Linked DNA regions of Macaca mulatta: region 1 is linked to region 2. Evidence: chromatin contacts called from public Hi-C data. All regions are on one chromosome and are shown on one strand. Each heading gives the region's core, a stretch centred on a gene start, on an enhancer-like site or on the middle of the called end of the contact. The rest is flanking DNA. Distances are from core to core; before and after follow the strand shown. Region 1 holds the start of PHF8 (PHD finger protein 8). Region 2 holds the start of HUWE1 (HECT, UBA and WWE domain containing E3 ubiquitin protein ligase 1).

Region 1 (5,384 bases), core at 2,637-5,136, 350 kb after region 2:
TGTGACACAAAGAAAAGGGGGGGGTCTTATAAATCTAAAAAAAAAACACTCAAAAGAAAGGTGCAAAGATGAAATACATAGGGGAAAACACAGGAAAAGGAGAAACCAGAGGCTAATGTCAGCTAGGTCCTGGTCTGCAAGGAGAAATGGCAGAACCTGAGTCTGGGAGAGGGGGTTCTGAGCCGGAATCTAAAAACAGAGCTGAAAAAGGAAGAGAGAGCAAGTGAACATACCTGGCCACCGCACCCTGTGTAGCCTGGCCTGCCCTCCTTACCTGCCATGAAACCAGTCCTGGCACATGTCACACTCGATCATGAAGCGGGTCACATCGTAAGGCAGCCGGCAGAGGCAATACACCGGCACCGAGGCCATCTTCGCTCGGCCCTGGAGCGTTGTGCGGCCGGCCAGGTTCGTCGTGTCAAGAGGGGCGGAAGGCGGCAGCACGCGTCCTCTCTGGACGATGGCTAGGCACAAACAACACTTTTTACAGAGTGAATCAGCCCCCGCCCCCCACCCCCTTGCACCAACCCTCAGTTCCCCAATAGAGAGTTACCGCCGCCGGGATGCAACACAGCTGGTGCGGCTGTAGGGGGCAACCAGAGAAAGTCCACCCGGCCTTTAGAATTTCTTTCACACGTAAAGAACGGCGCTCAACCTTCCAGGCTTTCCACCGCCCCCACCCTCCCCACCCCCCACCCCCCACCCCCCACCCCCCGACCTTCTTCGCCCCGGAGTCAGTGATAACTTCTTTCCGGGTTTCAGGAAAATACCTGAAGCCTTTTCGGGAAGCTTCTTTCATCTCTCACTGAACCCTCTCCTAGCTGACCCGTTTCACAAGGCTCCCTTTATTATGACGCAAACCACAGCCTCAAAAATGAGGCTGGGGGTATCGCAAGACAAGACCCTCCTCTCACCCCCCGAAACAGGGCCAACCAGAGAGAAATAAGGGATCCCCGAAAGTCTCTTCAGGTTACTCAAAGCCTCCACGAACAAGACAGACAAGACTAGACGCCCAACTCAAATCACAGTTCTGGGGTCGTGTTCCGAGAGTTTAAATAATCCTTTCCGTCACTCTCAGTATCATTCCTTCCCCGACCAGTCAGGAGTCTCGTCACGCCCAAAACTGAAATAAATAGAAATCTCTAAACTGACCAGCTCGTTTTGTACTTTCAAGATGACAGGCTTCTGGTTGCATCCCTGAAACTCAAAAGGATCTATTCAAAACCCCTCAAACTGACTAGAGTTTCCTCACACTCTTGAAACTAGGCAAGGATTCTTTTGCATCGCTCGGAACTGGCAGGGTTTCCTTGCAGCCCCCTCAAACTGATGAGAGCTCCCTAGTCCCCACAAATGTTCAGGTACCTCACAGTATATCCTAACACTGACAGTAATACCCTCGCAGCCCCCAAAACTTACAGGAATCTTAACGCTTCCCCAACTGACAGGAACCTCCTCACGCCCCAAACCTGACAAGAACGTCTTCGGTCCAGAATCCTACAGGGACCTCCTCATGCTTTGGGCTGCAAGGACTCCACGCCCGCAGAGCTCAGTCCCCGCAACACGCCGGCAGCCGGGCTAGCTCCGGGACGGCGAGGCGCCTCAGCGGAGGCTCGTCCGGTAGTTCCGGCCCCTACGGCGGCGCGCGTCGAATTCTGGGATAGTCCCCGTACCGCCGGGAACCTCGCTCGCCTTCCCCTGGAGCCCCCTGCTGGGTCGCGCGTCGCCAGTCGCCCGACGGTACTTCAGAGCAGCCTCCTCCACAACATTCCCCTCGGCCCGGCCGTTCGGGCCTACTGGAGACCGCGGCTTGGGCCTAGTCTGGCGGCCGCCCGGCGAACGGGCAAGTGGCGTCGTCGCTGGGCCAGCAGGAGATAGTCGCGAGCAAACCAACGGGGAAAGAGATGAACCGGCCGCCACGTCCGAGGCACACGGCCCGAAAAGTCGTTGGGAGAAGCCCAGTGGCGGTGGTAGGCAATTCGGAGTAGTCAATAAAGTTTATTCAAAGCAACGAGGAAGTTGAAGCGGAGAGGGGAGGAGAAATACGGGGTAAACATCTACCATGTTGAGAGTGGCGGCGCTACCCACAGAGCCAAGGCTTGACCGCCATCTTATGAGGGCTGGGCTCGCGAGGTGAGCGCGGCGGAGGCGGGGAACCGCGAGCCGCCGGCTCCCGGGTGACGCCGCCAGGGGGCGGGGCGCCACCTTGAGAAAGGAGGGCGGTTCTCAGCCACCTTTGGACCCGCTAGTCTCTTTAAGGTGCCCAATCGCCGCTGAAGACCTTGAGCCCAGAGGCGGAGAAGCCGCCATCTTAGGCGAGGCAGACGTTTGGCTCCATTTTGAGTGGGGCCCGAAACTTCCTAGCCTTCCCCCTCCTCCGGGCAAACAGGGAGTTAAGCTACCCCGACTCGCACACTCCTCCTCCCCAGCCTTCTCCTCCTATGAGAGGAGGTGAACTCGGTGACTCCAAACTACAAAATTAATAGGTGACGGCGGGGGCGGGCTTCAGCCGGGGTAGAGGCGGAGTACTCACCGCGGCTCCTGATCATTGAGCACCTTCGGCGGGCTGGGCTCTTTCCCACGGTCTCTGCGTTGTTCTTACCCCTGTGAAGGAAGCTCTGTGATTATCACCAAATGAAGGCAGGGGCTTCGAGAAGCCAAGTGACTTGAGTCCCAGAGCAGGGACGTTGAACCTTTCGCCCTGTGCTACCCGCGTTCTGTCCTCAGGCCCTCAGTGTAGTTCCTCTGTAAAGCGCTGCCAACTCCACAACTCCCTCTGAACTCTTCTTTGACCCTACTGTTTCACTTCAGTTCAAATACAGTTCAAGGATTTGTTTGCACCTGTCCCACAATTTTCTGACTATAGCCTGAGGGGAGGGGATAGGGGATGAGAGGAAAGGCTGAGTTAGTGGAGCTTTGCTGAGTTAGTGGAGCTTCATACATATGCTTCAAGATGGCCTAGGTTTTCCCAAACATTCTAGAAAATTATCTAGGAGTTATCTTACTATTTCATTTTCTTAAAGGGTCCCATTGCTTTACAAAATAAATGTGTGCGTGCACACAATTTACTAACCAGTGATGGTGGGTTAGGCCCTGGGGATGCAATGGTGAAAACAGGGCCTCTGGAGTGGGAGGGCATCTGCCAGTGCAGGAAACAAAGTTGCGAGTAAACAATGGAATAGAAGGCGCAGCAAGCACACAAATACCACCTGCAAAATGACCTTTGCAAAATGCAACACGAAGCTACAAAAGAGCCTTACAAACCGCTTGCAGCTGCTGTAAGAAAGACGGCAGGGAGACATGGAGGATATAAGTTCACTTAAATAAACAAGCGAGAACATTGTACTCAAAAGGATCAACGTGTACAAATGCATGGAGGCACATAGAAAAATATTTACTAAAAGTTGAATATTGTTGAAACAAGGAGAACAGAAGAGAGATAGGTAGGAGGTCAAACAGTAAAGGGTCAAAACATGAAAGATTGCGAAATGCAAAAGAGTTTAGATTGTATGCAGTTAGTAAAAAGAAAAGAAGGTATTTGAGCAGGAGTAGCTGAGTCTCATATTTGTGACTTACCCAGAGGATGGTTTAGGGTTTTTTTTTTTTTTTTTTTTTAATGTTTATTTTAGAGACAAGGTCTCACTCTGTCAACTCAGGCTGGGCGATCATAGCTCATTTCACCCTAGAACTCGTGGACTCAAGCAATCCTTCCGCCAGAGCCTCCTGAGTAGCTGGGACTATAGGCGCATACCACCACACTCGGTTATTTTTGATTTTTTGTAGAGCCCAGGCCTCGCTATATTGCCCAGGCTGGTCTCAAACTCCTGGTTTCAGGAGATCCTCTAAAAGCACTGGGATTACAGGCCTGAGCCACTGCACTGAAAGGTCCAGGTTTAATGGGACCTGAAGCTTATATGGTTTGGGGGAGGAAGGGTGAGACATCTTTAAGAAAAAAAACAGTCAGGCGTGGTGGCTCACGCCTGTAATCCCAGCACTTTGGGAGGCCAAGGCGGGCGGATCACGAGGTCAAGAGTTCGAGACCAGCCTGGCCAACGTGGTGAAACCATGTTTAGTATCTACTAAAAATACAAAAATTAGCCGGGTGTGGTGACACGCGCCTGCAGTCTCAGCTACACAGGAGGCTGAGGCAGGAGAATCGCTTGAACGCGGGAGGCGGAGGTTGCAGTGATCCGAGACTGTGTCATTGCACTCCAGCCGGGGTGACAGAGCGAGACTCCATCTCAAAAAAAAAAAAGAAAAGAAAAGAAAAAAATTGACTTATGAATACAAAATTAGGATCAAAGGTAGGCAGTAAGAGTATTTCTACAAGCAATTCCTCCACCCGTGTAATAATTATGAAGAGAAGTGATACAAGGCACAATGTAAATGTACCATGGGGCTGGGTGCAGATTGCACGTCTGTAATCCCAGCACTTTGGGAGGTCAAGATGGGAGGATCGCTTGAGCCCAGGAGTTCAAGACCAGGCTCGGCAACATAGTGAAACCCTGTCTCTACAAAATAAAAACAAAATAAATTTTTAAATAACAAATATCCCATGAAACCCAACCTAAATGTATCCCCCAAATCAACTTCCCCTTAGGTGGATCTCAAAAATGTCAGGCAGCTCCAACACCACCTAATGCAAGGGAAAGTATGGCCAGGCCCTCAGTGGAAAGGGACAGCACTTTGAACCAATTGTTTAAATATATTTTGTGAACTTTATAAAACACATGATCGTGTGACCCTATGGAAAGTGACAGGTCCTGCAGTTTAAGCTTTCTTAGCTTCACAAGGAGTCAGGAGGAGTGAGGCTGTTTCACTAGTGTCGGGGGGAAAATTGGTCCAGGATAGTGTGGGAAAGGGTAGAAAAAGATGAGATAATTTGGATATTTTGGAGGTTGAATAGGCAGTGTTTGGAAACTGATAATAGCGGATGAGTGAGTGAAAGGGGTGTGAGTTCATTTCTGGGTTGAGTGTCAGCGTGGATGACAGTGCCACTGAATGAACTGGGCTACGCAGAAGAGAAAACAGGTTTGGTGGGGAAGAGACTAAATTTAATTTGGGCTATGTTGAATTCCGGTGTGTGTGGAACATTAAATCACTCACCCAAAAGTTCTTTTTTTTTTTTTTTTTTGAGACGGAGTCTGGCCCTGTCGCCCAGGCTGGAGTGCAGTGGCGCGATTTCGGCTCACTGCAAGCTCCGCCTCCAGGTTCACGCCATTCTCCTGATTCAGCCTCCCGATTACCTGGGACTACAGGAGCCCGCCACCACGCCCGGCTAATTTTTCTGTTTTTAGTAGAGACGGAGTTTCACCGTGTTAGCCAGGATGATCTCGATCTCCTGACCTTGTGATCCACCCGCCTCGGCCTCCCGAAGTGCTAGGATT
Region 2 (5,932 bases), core at 1,687-4,186:
CTCGAGAAAAACCAGGGTACTCATCCGGGTCGTCGGAGGTGCTGAGAACGGAGGCTGGCCGGCAGAAAAGGTAGGGGATAGGGGCCAGTCGTCGTTGGTTGCTCCTCTCTTTCCCACCGTTCAATTTAACCCCCAACCCCACTCCACAGCGAACTCCAGACTCCCCTCCCACCCTTCCCAATCCGCCCACTGCGGCGGCGACAACGGAGGCGTTGACCGATCGGTGGAGCAAAGGCGGGCCCACACGCGGCCGAGGCCCGGGAAATGGTGTCGCCTCAACGGACTAGAAACTAGGTGGTCTTCGCCTCAGGTCTGGTTTACCGGCACCCCGGCGTTTCGCCAATCGTCACCTCCTTAACGCTGGGTACCTCAGAGGCGTCATAAAGGCAGATAGCCAACACCTCTGTGCTTGGTCCTGGCCGGACAGACATCAGCCTCCGCCGCCATCTTAACAGCAGGCGGACCGACCCTAGTCACTGCCCCCCCCCCACCCCTGAGCTACCTCAGCCACCGCCAACGAATCCCACGAGGACGTAACCCCGCTCCCGCGAGAATTCTCCGGCTTAGAACGGCACGAGCCGAAGACCTTGCCGCCGCCTCCGCGGCTACCGCAGTCAGTAGCCGAGCCACCGCCGCTTCCGCGCGATCCCGCGAGAGCCTCTACCGGACGGGAAAAGCCTGAGCCCAGCCCTTTCCAGACCCCTCCTCCCTCCCACCAAAGCCGAAGTAGCTACAGCTTCACCCTACGCGAAGCCAAAAGCAAATGACGCACAACCTAACGAAGCAGTGAGGGGCGGAGCCAACCTACCAGGGCCGGCTCCCGCATGCGTTGAGAACTATCGCGATATTACGCTTTAGCTCGGCGAGACCTTCTTAATTCACCGCAGGATGCCGCCCGCGCCTCGCCTTTAGGAAACATAAGATATCGCGAGACCTGGTGCACACTCCTAAAAAGGAGAAAGGCGGGGCTTCGTGAAAATGACTGGGAGTTTTTCGGGGGAAGGGAGGAACCTCCCGTCCTGCAGGGATCTCGCCTACCACGAGGTTTCCGACCCACTGCGGAGCTGGCTGCCAAACCTCGCGATGACACAGCTCAGCGCCAAATCTCGGCCATGTCCTGAAAACTGCCTCCGCCCCCGATCTAGGTGTCTAGAGCCTAGTGCTTGAGGAAAATTTAAAAAGTCAACCTGTTTATTCTCACGCTTCCGGGCAAGGCTGTACCAATTAGCCAAACTCCATTCTGGAAGGGGAGCAAAGAGTCCCCCATTGTTACCTGTCTCCAGGAATAACATATTTTCCTGGACTAACATTTAAAAGGCGTTCAATCCCACAGTAAGCACACAAATGCAAATGAAAACAATGACATAACATTTTTTGCCCATTAGATAGGGAAAAAAATTCTTAAACCTGTATTATCTAGACTCCTTCCCTCGCCGCACTGCAGGCTAACCTGAATCCATCTTAATCTAACTAAAGGCCATATCATTAGTTCTAGTTCCAAAGTCACCAATTTTAACTACTGAAGCTTTACCTTGGCATAACCAAAAAGATCCAATAAAGTGGTTTTCTCCAAACAAAGGAGTCTGCCCTCAAAGGAATATTCAAGCTTCGGGGATGGGGGGGGAATGCCTGAATATGGCAGTTTTTCCACGTCTAGCCAACAGTGTTTCTCCAACAAATCTTGGGATCCAATCTGGCTCGATTTGTGGGCTTTTCCATTCTAATGCATTGTTCTGTCCGTTCTAATTTAAATAGTTCCTTTAGAGTACATTTTAATAGCCAGTAGTACAAATATCCCTATTTAAAACTCACGTTTTAAAATATTTTTTCAGTTATTCTTAGCCATTTTTCCCCCAGATGAACTTTAGAATCATAGTAAGTTCCAAAAAAACTTGGTATATTTATTGAAATTGCATCAACTGTATAAACCAATAGAGGAAAAATGGACATCACTACAATATTGAGCCTTCTTATTCAGAAGCATAGTATTCCTTCTCCTTTAATGCAGATGTTCTTTTATGGTATTCGTCAATAAAGTTTTATAGTTTACTTCCAGGTATTTGTATTCGTTTCTCTTGCGAACAGGTTTTTTTATTATTAAAATTTCAAAATGCTTATTGCTTATAAATAGGAAAACTGCCTATCTAAACTATTGATATTTGCCTATTTACAAACAAAAATATGATCGATTTCACCAGTAATCAGGGAAATGCAAATGAAAACAATGACATACGATTTTTTGCCCTTTAAATTGGCTAAAATTACAAAGATCTATAATACGTGTTGGCATAACTGTGGAAAAATAGGCACTCTCGCACAACATTAAAGAGTGTAAATTAGTACAGGCTTTTGGGAAGGCAATTTGGACAAATGTATAAAAATTCAAAATGCATATACACCCTGACCCAACGATTACTCTTCTAAGAATTTATCCTACAGAAATACTCATACATGGCATGATACATATACACAAACCCATTCATTATGGCATTGCTTGTAATAGTCCCCTCCCTCCCCCAACAGAGAAACAAGCTAATGTATATCAATCGGGAAATGGTTAAACTGTAGTACAATCATACAATGCAGCTGTTTAAAACCCGACATAAATTTGGATTCCCGGATATAAGAAGATCTACAAGACATATTCTTAGATTTTTAAACAAGCAATTAGTCAAAATGAATGTGTGTGAGTATGTGTAGTACCATTTAGATACCAAAACATATATATGCAACGCCTAGTAGTTACCCGCGAAGCCTGCCTGCCCGCCCCTCACCTTCCCTCTCCTCTGAGGCCGCCTTCCTCGAACCAGTGAGAAATGCTGAAGGCCCGGCCTCTACTCCCTCTTTAGGGCCACTTGGCCATGGCTAATGCCGGTACCTCGCATCCCCTCTGTCAGTCGCTCTCTCGCCGCGCCGCCGGCCGCTGCCCGGCTGCCCCCGAAGATGCGGCTAGCTCTTTGCTGGCGCCGGCCGAGGCCTGGGGGAGGGGAGAGGAGGCGGGGTTCAGGGAGGGTTGGGGCAGGCCGCCCAGCCCCTCCAGCAGCCTTTCCCGCAGGCTCCCCAAGGCCGCCACCTCCGCGCCTCCGCGCAGGGTCCCGTGGGAACTCCCCCCCCCCCACCTCGCCACTGCCACCCGCGAGAAGCCGAGAACGGCCGCGCGTACAGAGCTCGCTCCCCAGTCCAGGGATAGACGCTCACCTCGGCCGCAATGGCTCCGCGGGGCCCGCAGGAGCGTGCGGGGTCCGCGGCCCTGCTTCAGCCCTGCTTCAGCCCTGCTCCAGCCCTGCTCCCCTCGCTAGCCCTCAGTCGAAAGCCTCCTCGCTCCGGCTCAGCTCAAACTCGCTTTGGGGCTCCACCCACCGCACGCGAAGCCCCGCCCCTGCCCCTCGGGAGGGAGCTCCCTCCGCGGTGAAGCTGGGTCCCTTGCAGGGGACCGCGCCTGAGCTACCCGAGGCCCAGTAAACGCAACCATAGAGGATGATAGGGTCGCTAAGAATTGGGATTTGATTCGAGGCACGGTGGAAGCCGTGGAAGGGAACATGATTTGATCTGATTTACCTTTAAAAATTAACGACCTCGCCAGATGCCTTGTGAAGAATGGGGAGTGTGGGGCAAGAGGGCAAGCCTGGACCCAGAGCGGAGGGTGGGAGACGATGTGGGACGCCAACCCCCCAGAGTTCACGCGAGCAAACCCTTAAAACACTTCAGGCACATAGTAAGCCCTCAATAAACATTCTCTTTTTCTCCTTTGATTATTTGGAACGGCAGTGCGATTGACAAGGATCCTGTAGAGGATCTGCATCTGTAAATACATGGGAATAAAAAGGACCCGGTAGGAGATCCCCTGTTAACCCTGCTTATTGTGGGCTGCGGACGACATTGGAGGGACGAGGGACTTTGACTTGGAACTCTAGCTACTTCGATAAGGTTTCACTTTTTAATAAAAAGTATGTATTAATTTAGTATTTAAAGACAAAAGCACTATTAAAAGAACTCCTGAGACATCGAGAAAATAAAAACTGTAATTATACCCTCCACTTCTCTAATTCCAGCCCTCCAGAGCAGTGGTTCATCCCTCGAATTGAGAATCTGCTGAATGGATCCCCCACCCCAATATATACTTACACATAATATTTTGTATATGATCTCAGGAGATGTACAGGGCCCCTTCGAGATACATTGTTGCTTTAAATATTTTTACTTTTTTTTTTTTTTTTGAGACAAAGTATCACTCTGTCACCCAGGGTGAAGTGCAGTGGCATGGTCACGGCTCACTGCAGCCTTGACCTCCTGGGCTCAAGGATCCTCCTGCCTGCCTCAGTCTCCCAAGTAACTGGGACTACAGGCATGCGCCACCACGCCTGGATAACTTTTTATTTTTTGTAGAGACGGGGTCTCACTATGTCGCCAGGCTGTTCTCAAACTCCTGGACTCAAGCAGTTCACCCGCCTCCGCCTCCCAAAGCGCTGGGATTACAGGCGTAAGACACCGCGCCCGGCCCATCTGCAACATTTTGGTGGCAACATGAAACTATACTTTCTTTAGCATGTAATTAACTTTTGTTCTTTTTTCATTTTAAAATTGGTTTCCTAATTACACAAGATTATTGTAAAACACGGATAAATTTAAAGTTCCCCTTACATTCGTATACACAAATAGAAAAGCATGACTCTGTTTTTGTTTTTCATTTAAAAAACGAATAGCATCCTATGTATTGTTCTGTTAATTGCTTTATTCACTTAATGTAGCTTGAAGATCTTTCCATGTCAATATATATAAATCTACCTCATTTATCTTACCTACTGCATAGTATTCCATTGAATGAATATACTGTAATCATTCACCTATGGATAAACACATGTTATTTTCCATCTTTGACTATTACAGTGGGTTTTTTTCCTACTATTAACAATGCTGCAATAAAATTCCTTGTACATGCTTTTTTCTGCAGATGCTAAAATATTTCTGTGAGATAAACATGGAGAAATGAAATAGTTGGATAAAGGTAGCACACTTTTTCTCTTTTTTTAAGACAGTGTCTCACTGTCACCCAGGCTGGAGTGCACTGGTGCGATTAGGGCTTACTGCAGCCTTGACCTCCAAGGCTCAAGCGATCCTCCCACCTCAAGCAATCCTCCTGCTTCAGTCTTCCCGCGAGTAACTGGGACTACGGGCCTGTGCTATCACGCCTGGCTAATGTTTGTATTTTTTGTAGAGATGAGATATCACTACGTTGCTCAGGCTGGTCTCAAACTCCTCAGCTCAAGTGATCCTCCTGCCTCGGCCTACCAAAGTGCTTGGATTACAGGCGTGAGCCACTGTGCTCTGCCCAAAGATAGCCCATTTTGAAATTTTAGTACATAATGTCAAATGACAAATTGCCACGTAGAACGACTATTTCAGTTTATACCTCCACTAGCAGTGAGTAAGAATTACCATTTCCCTAAATTCTTACCCGGACTCGATATTAACCAATCATTTTAATATTTTTCCAATATAATGGGTGAAAAATGTCTCATTATTTACATTTCCCTGATTATTAGCTAAGGAGTATTTTCTTTCTTTCTTTCTTTCTTTTTTTTTTTTTTTTTTTTTTGAGACAGTCTCACTCTGTCTCCCAGGGGCATGATCACGGCTTGCTGCAGCCTGGATCTCTTGGGCTCAAGGGATCAAGGGATCTTCTCGCCTCAGCATCCCGAATAGCTGGGACTACAGGTGCAAGCCACCATGACTGGCTAAATTTTTTTTGCAGGGGGAAAGTGGGGAACAAGACGAGGTCTCACTATGTTGCCCAGCCTTGTCCCAAACTCCTGGGCTCAAGTAATCCTCTCCAATCCTCCTCAGCCTCCCAAAGTTGTTGTTTCAAGCATGAGCCACTGTGCTGTGCCCCAAGAGATTTTTACTATTTTATTATGAACGTTTTCAAACATAC

Evidence for each region. Hi-C and Micro-C count contacts between places; a contact is called where the count stands out from the background.
Region 1: a contact with region 2 is called in a Hi-C map of fetal cortical plate, with 3 times the contacts expected there. The contact joins the promoter of PHF8 here to the promoter of HUWE1 in region 2. A contact is called at or near these places in 2 of 14 Hi-C or Micro-C datasets (fetal cortex germinal zone and fetal cortical plate).

What each region holds. Positions count from the first base shown.
Region 1 is chrX:53,872,773-53,878,156 of T2T-MMU8v2.0, forward strand. PHF8 (PHD finger protein 8) reads right to left here and starts at 3,887. Exons shown (of 25, transcript XM_077989073.1): 1 at 3,574-3,887; 2 at 3,071-3,136; 3 at 2,531-2,601; 4 at 275-464. The coding sequence starts at 2,546. LOC144338685 (a long non-coding RNA gene) reads left to right here. Exons shown (of 2, transcript XR_013412979.1): 2 at 1-2,126.
Region 2 is chrX:53,519,057-53,524,988 of T2T-MMU8v2.0, forward strand. It overlaps HUWE1 (HECT, UBA and WWE domain containing E3 ubiquitin protein ligase 1), which reads right to left and starts at 2,937. Exons shown (of 83, transcript NM_001266752.1): 1 at 2,879-2,937.